Linked DNA regions of Mus musculus: region 2 is linked to region 1. A link is a contact called in public HiChIP or PLAC-seq data. All regions are on one chromosome and are shown on one strand. Each heading gives the region's core, a stretch centred on a gene start, on an enhancer-like site or on the middle of the called end of the contact. The rest is flanking DNA. Distances are from core to core; before and after follow the strand shown. Region 1 holds the start of Nnt (nicotinamide nucleotide transhydrogenase). Region 2 overlaps Paip1 (polyadenylate binding protein-interacting protein 1).

Region 1 (2,930 bases), core at 287-2,786:
CAGCTATTAAGGAAAATGAAATTATGAAACTTGCAGCTAAATGGGTGAAACTGGAAATATTATAAAGAGCAAGGTAACTTCAGTTCATTAGTTTTGTGTATTTGGAGTACGTCAGGAAACCAGAAAAGGGCCAGTGGGGTGGAGAGTTCCCTTAAGGAAGGAGGGATGGTAGAACACTGTGTAAAAATGATTGTGGAACAGTTCCATTAGAGAGGTAGGAGGCAGAGGAAGGAGCAGGACAGGGGAATGCTACTCAAAATGAGGGGAGGGGGAGTAACAAAAACAACACTAAGAAAGAAAGCATTGGAAAACATAGAGTATGAAGGCAGATGCCCTTCAAGGCTAGACTTGCTGATTGTAGAAAAGCCTTGCACGTGAACTCCGAACTACTTACCACACAGTCCGCAGCACAAAAGAGTTTAAAATGGTTAAGGACTTGCCTCATTGTACCTGCAGTATTACTATCTGTTGACTTACGATTATTATTTTAAAACACCGGGCCGAGTCCTTTCCTGCCTTCCAGTTCTTCTGCCACCGGAAGAGTTTACTCCAGATTGCTGTGCGGAGTCCAGTAGCCCAATGACCCTTTCTGCTGTATAAAACACAAGGCATTCTCTAAATAAGGGGTTCTCTGTGGTTCACTTATTTTTAAAAGATACTGAATGTCTGTTTTTTTTTTTTTTCTTCTGCCTGTTAAAATATTTCAGTTAAATTAAAAGCAAGGGGCTGGTGAGATGGCTCAGTGGGTAAGAGCACCCGACTGCTCTCCCGAAGGTCAGGAGTTCAAATCCCAGCAACCACATGGTGGCTCACAACCATCTGTAACAAGATCTGACGCCCTCTTCTGGAGTGTCTGAAGACAGCTACAGTGTACTTACATATAATAAATAAATAAATCTTAAAAAAAAAATTAAAAGCAAGCAAGCAAGCAAACAAACAATCTTACACTGACGTTTCCTTTAGACTCAGCGCTGGGTAAGTTTAATCAGTGTACCTGCAGAGCAAGTAACAGAATCTAATCACTAACCAATAACTAGGTCGTTATGTTTTGATTTCCTTAATCAGGAACCTTAACAGGGACGTCAACTACAATTACATTCTAGACACTGCCTATGTTAATAGTAGCGCAGGGTTTCCTCTTGGCTGGCCTCGCTGTTGAAGCCAAATATGCACATGTGTGTGTTCATTTTCAGGCCTTGACTTCGTTTGTGAGGAATTTAACCCCACCCCCGTCCAGAATGGAAAAACAACGCCCCCATTCCCGCCCTCGGCTTCCTCCCGCCTAAGTCTTCTCCAGTTACAGAAGTTCGGATTTTTTTTTTTTTTTTTTCCTAGAGAGTTAGAGGAAAAGTCCGGCCCAAGAGTGGAGTTATAGTATCCGTTTATTTGCTCTGCTGGGAGACCGGTGAGGAAATCACACTTTGTAACTTAGTCTCCTGGGGGGAAAGAAGAGGTACGAATTCCTAAAAACTTGAGTTGCAGTGCTTGGCATCGGGTTTGATTGACAGAGGCCGATTGAGCAAGAGCAAGGGGGCGGGGCTGCGGGCCTGGGGCCCTGGCAGAGACAAAGGGGCTTCAGCGGCCACCCGGAGGGGACCAGCTGCTGCGCTGTAAGCGTGCATCTGGTGGAGTCTTTTTCTCCTTTGCAGACTGGCGATCGGGCCAAGCGGGTTTGGCAGGAGGCTCGGGGAGGGGGAGAAGGGGTGCCGAAAGGGGGCGCGGGTCCGGGTCTAGGCAGCCCTGTGTCACGTGGTCGCCGCCGCCGCCTCAAAGTTGGGGCTGTTCTTCCGGGTTGGAGGCACAACGCCGCGGGCCAACCCCGGGTCTGCTAGCTCGGCGTGGCGTTTGCTCGCAGCCCGGGGTCGCCATCTGTCCCGCCTGCCGGTCCAGGTGAGCCAACCAGCCCTGCAGCGCCTAGGGGCTGCTGGAAAAGGCGGGCAGCCAGCGCAGATCCCCGGTCCCTCGGCGAAGGGGACCCGAGAGAGAGCAGCAGGGGGGCGGGGTCGGCTGTGTCTAGCAAGTGGGGCGCAGAGGCTCCTGCAGGAGACTGACGGAGAAGGAATGCGGTATATGCCTCGGGGCTCCTTTTGTGTGTGCGTTCTATTGGGGTGACATGGAAAGGAGTGAGAGGGTAGAGGTGGGAACGGAGTCCCGGCAGAAGACAAAGTAAGCAAGTGACAGCTGTGCAGGTGCAGATCTTGGATCCTGGGGTGGGGGTGGGGTGGGGGCAAGGGCTGCAAAAGTTGTACGTAGTCATTTTGGCCCTTAGAGGGACTGGAAGAGAGGTCGTAGAGGACTTTCGATGAATGGTTTACCTAGAAGAATGACAGCTGGGCGCTCCTAAGTTGTACTTGAACTTTGAGAGTGTTCAGGCGGGGTGTCCAGTTAGGTGTATAGGAAAAGATGTGACTGTAGGTCCGGGCTGACTGGTGGTAGTTTCTGAATACTGAGAAAAAGGGGTTTGGATTGGTAAGTCACGGTGGGCTCTATTAGAGGTCAGGGTGTAGTTCTGGCCAGAGCTGGTTCAAACTTGAGAGGCACAATAACTACTATGTAGCCAGAGCCAATGGGCTTCCACAGGAGGTTATAAATAGCGGTCCAGCTGCACGTGCCAGAGGGTGGCAGTTTAGTTGCTGAGGGAGGGGCAGCACCTGTGACAGGAGCCATGGCTGCAGTGGCTTTGGGAGAGGTCACGCTGCCTGCCAGGATAGGGTATTGTGTCCTTGTTGGTATGCCTAGCTTTTAAAAGCATGACTTTGTTTATGCTTGCAGGTGCCCTTTATTTGTCCTACGGTAGTGTGCAGTCCTTAGAAAACTTTGGAGGCATGGGGCTTGCTTGCCCACTGAACCCCCTTTTTTGGGCAAATCTTGGTTATTTTTCCTTTCTTACTTTATTATTCTTATTATACTTTTTTATTTCGAGACGAGGA
Region 2 (3,211 bases), core at 242-2,741, 35 kb before region 1:
GACCAGACGGTGCATGTCAGTCTGTTTATCCACAGCAATAAAGGCAACACAATGACAACCCTAACCTCTCCAAAGGCTGCAGTTTTAAGAAAATGATAGGAATAAATGCAATAAAACTATTAGATTTTTGCAATAATAAAGACTTCACAAGGTTCAGAACATTCTAGTACTAAAAATATGAAGAAAAAATTATGTCTAATAGGTTTTTTACTAAGGAAGAACTTAAATGTTTTCTTTCTTTCTTTCTTTCTTTTTTTTTTAAATAAGAATGTATGTGTATATCTAGTTCACCTGAAGGGTTAAAAAAAAAGAATCCTAAACCGGGTGTGGTGGCACACACCTTTAATCCCAACACTCGGGAGGCAGAGGCAGGCTGATTTCTGAGTTTGAGGCCAGCCTGGTCTACAGAGTGAGTTCCAGGACAGCCAGGGCTATACAGAGAAACCCTGTCTCAAAAAAAAAAAAAAAAAAAAAAAAATCCTTAAGGTCTTTTCTTCTCTTCTCTTCTCTTCTCTTTTCTTTTTCTGTGACACTGGAGACCGAATCTGAGCCTTGGGTACATGAGGCAGGCAACAATAAGCTGTCTCCCCAGCCATTTGTAATTTTTTTTTAGATAGGTTTTTTGCTAAGTGGTCCAGGCTGGCCTTGAACTTAGAATGTTACTTAGAAGAGCCCTCAAATGACAATCTTCCTACTCTACCTTCCCAGGATCTGGAAATTAGATTTTGCACTACCATATCCAACTAAATATATTACTCTTATACTTCCCATTTTACATTATCAGATTATACTGAGGGTAAAATACTAATTAAATAGTATTAAGACCTCTAATAAAACTGCAAACCACAGGTAAAATTTAATTACCTCAAACTCTCACCAGTTGAAACCACAAGTCCAAAGCAATTAATTTGTCTCTATTTCCAATGGAGATCGAAGGTGTCAAATAACTGATTTTCTCTTGCTCCATTTTTCCCTAACTTGGTCCACTTGCCTCACGTAGTGATGAACAGAAACCTTGGAGTTTATTACACTCACAGTTCCAAAGCATATGAACTAACACCAATCCATCTACCGTGGAGTCTAGAGGGAAATTATGATGTTGGCTACTATTACTAAAATGGATGTTTAGAGGATTTCATTTTAGTGGGTTTTTTCTTTCTTTTTAAATAGATGAAGTAGTAAGAAATGCCAGTAGAAGTGATTTGTTTTATAAAATTGATGTTGATAGTTCTCTTTTTACAAAGGACAAAGGAGAAGTCTGGACTGAATGTTTTCCAAATAGCCAGCTTATGATAGTTCCTTTTTTTTTAAAAACAGCAACAAAAAAAAACAACTTTCCTCCTCATCTTTTTTAAGACAAAGAAACCCTCTATTTCCTGGTCAGTGTGAAATAACAAGAAACTTACAATTCTAATTATCACAAGCTAAAGCCTAATTAATAAACACTGTCTTTTGAGTCAAATGCAGTAAGAGTTGTTATCTTCTCAAATATATTAAAGGAATTTCTCACCAGTAGATACACATAGGAAGGGCTAGTAATCAAAGGGCTAATGACAATTCAACTATCTAAACTTTTTTCTACTTTCTTTCCCGTTACAATTTTGTAGTTAAATTTGATAGATTTTTTTTCTTTTATAAATTTCTAAGACCATGAGATATTAAGACACAGTGATGTGCCCAAGTAAATCCTTACTGCCATACATGGATGATTTCCCAGGTGAAAGACCCTGAGTCTCTAGAAGCTATTTTCAATGATAAGAACTTGTGCTTATTTCACAAAGGTGAAAGAACAAAGACCAGATTTCCCCGCAATACCACTGTAACTTCACTCTGTCCTTTTCAAACTACTAAGACATATACTTTTAAGGGTAGCATTGTGCTATTTCCCATTCATATTAGCAGCACTTTTTCAAATCAGTGTCTTTGATAGTATTACAGCACTGTAGGAGATCACAATTGGAAAGAAAACTCAGAACAAAGAAAACTCAAAGATAAGTTGAATAAGGTGGTCTTTCTGGCATCATACCCTGCTTCTATTCCACCTTCTCTGTCCAGATACGGCAGATTGTACTTAATTACAGTAGTTTTTAAAAGTATATGTAACTTTGTCATTTTTTTCCCAAACTGTATTTATCCAGAGCTATTTGAATTTTTTTTTCTTTAAAACTTGACTGTTTTTATGTGTCTGGGTGTTTGCCTACATGTCTGTGTACCATGTGCATGCACGTTGCTCACAGAAGAAAAGAAAAGCAGGCCAGGACTAGAGTTACAGATGGCTGTGAGCTGCCATGTGGTGCTGGGGATCAAACCCAGGTCCTCAGGAAGAGCAGCCAGATGCTTTTAACTGCTGAGCCATCCCTCCAGCCCCACTAGGCTTTTTTTTTTTTTAAACTCATTCTTAGAGAGCTCCTTAACTAATGCATAAAAAGAGCTCACTGCTATGTATAAAATTTCTTCTTCTTCTTTCCCCCCCGAGACAGGGTTTCTCTGTATAGCCCTGGCTGTCCTGGAACACACTCTGTAGACCAGGCTGGCCTCGAACTCAGAAATTCACCTGCCTCTGCCTCCCGAGTGCTGGGATTAAAGGCGTGCACCACCACGCCCGGCTAAAATTTCTAATTTTACTTTATATAAATTCTGACTTTCCCCAAATGTAATTTATATTTAATTTTCTAAATTTAAGTTTGTGGTCTACAATGTCTTGCTTAAAATAGCTTTGACAACCCAAGATTTGTTTACTTATTACTTTCCCTAGTTGTCTCATTTTAGTCTGATGTACTAATCTGGTATAGGACAAGAACCCATCTCTACTTTTTCTATTTCTATAAATAACTATCCACTTAACTGCTAACACAATTCATCTTTTATAAGTGTATTTGAAGTACCACCTTTATCAATGATTTAACTTTTAAATATTTTTAAATTTAAATATAAGTACATCATTTATTTCTCCCCTTCTCTCTCCTCTCATGAACCATTTCCCCCTTCAAATATATGGTCTCTAGCCTCTTATGCATATGGTATTTGGACTGACCACTTGGTATTAAGTAGATAACCAATGGCTCTTCCCTAGGTGTAATAGATAATTTTATGTCAACTTGAAACATGCTAGAGTTACCTGACAGAAAGGAACCACAATTGAAGAAATGCCTTCATAAGATCCAGCAGAAGGGCATTGTCTTAATTAGTCATTGATATGCAGGGCTCAGCC

Evidence for each region. HiChIP or PLAC-seq counts read pairs in DNA pulled down with a chosen protein or histone mark.
Region 2: a contact with region 1 is called in an H3K27ac HiChIP or PLAC-seq map of microglia, with 3 times the contacts expected there. The contact joins the enhancer-like site here to the promoter of Nnt in region 1. A contact is called at or near these places in 17 of 39 promoter capture datasets (the 3T3-L1 cell line, 3T3-L1-derived adipocytes, the C10 cell line and 14 more), 1 of 15 datasets of contacts at CTCF or cohesin (CD8 T cells), 15 of 484 Hi-C or Micro-C datasets (CD4 T cells, Sertoli cells, astrocytes and 9 more), 10 of 115 datasets of contacts at active chromatin or transcription factors (the HPC-7 cell line, the SCID.adh cell line, embryonic stem cells and 4 more) and 3 of 9 other capture datasets (adipose tissue, liver and pancreatic islet).

Annotation. Positions count from the first base shown.
Region 1 is chr13:119,407,863-119,410,792 of GRCm38.p6, reverse strand. Nnt (nicotinamide nucleotide transhydrogenase) reads left to right here and starts at 1,536. Exons shown (of 17, transcript NM_001308506.1): 1 at 1,536-1,890.
Region 2 is chr13:119,442,476-119,445,686 of GRCm38.p6, reverse strand. The region is part of intron 4 of Paip1 (polyadenylate binding protein-interacting protein 1); the gene reads right to left. Among named protein-coding and RNA genes, the nearest start is that of Paip1, 15 kb to the right of the region's middle. Within about 2 kb of position 1,491, at least 6 of the 459 cell types and tissues checked have an H3K27ac peak or open chromatin away from gene starts, as enhancers often do. A contact at or near this core is called in microglia, where this site is marked.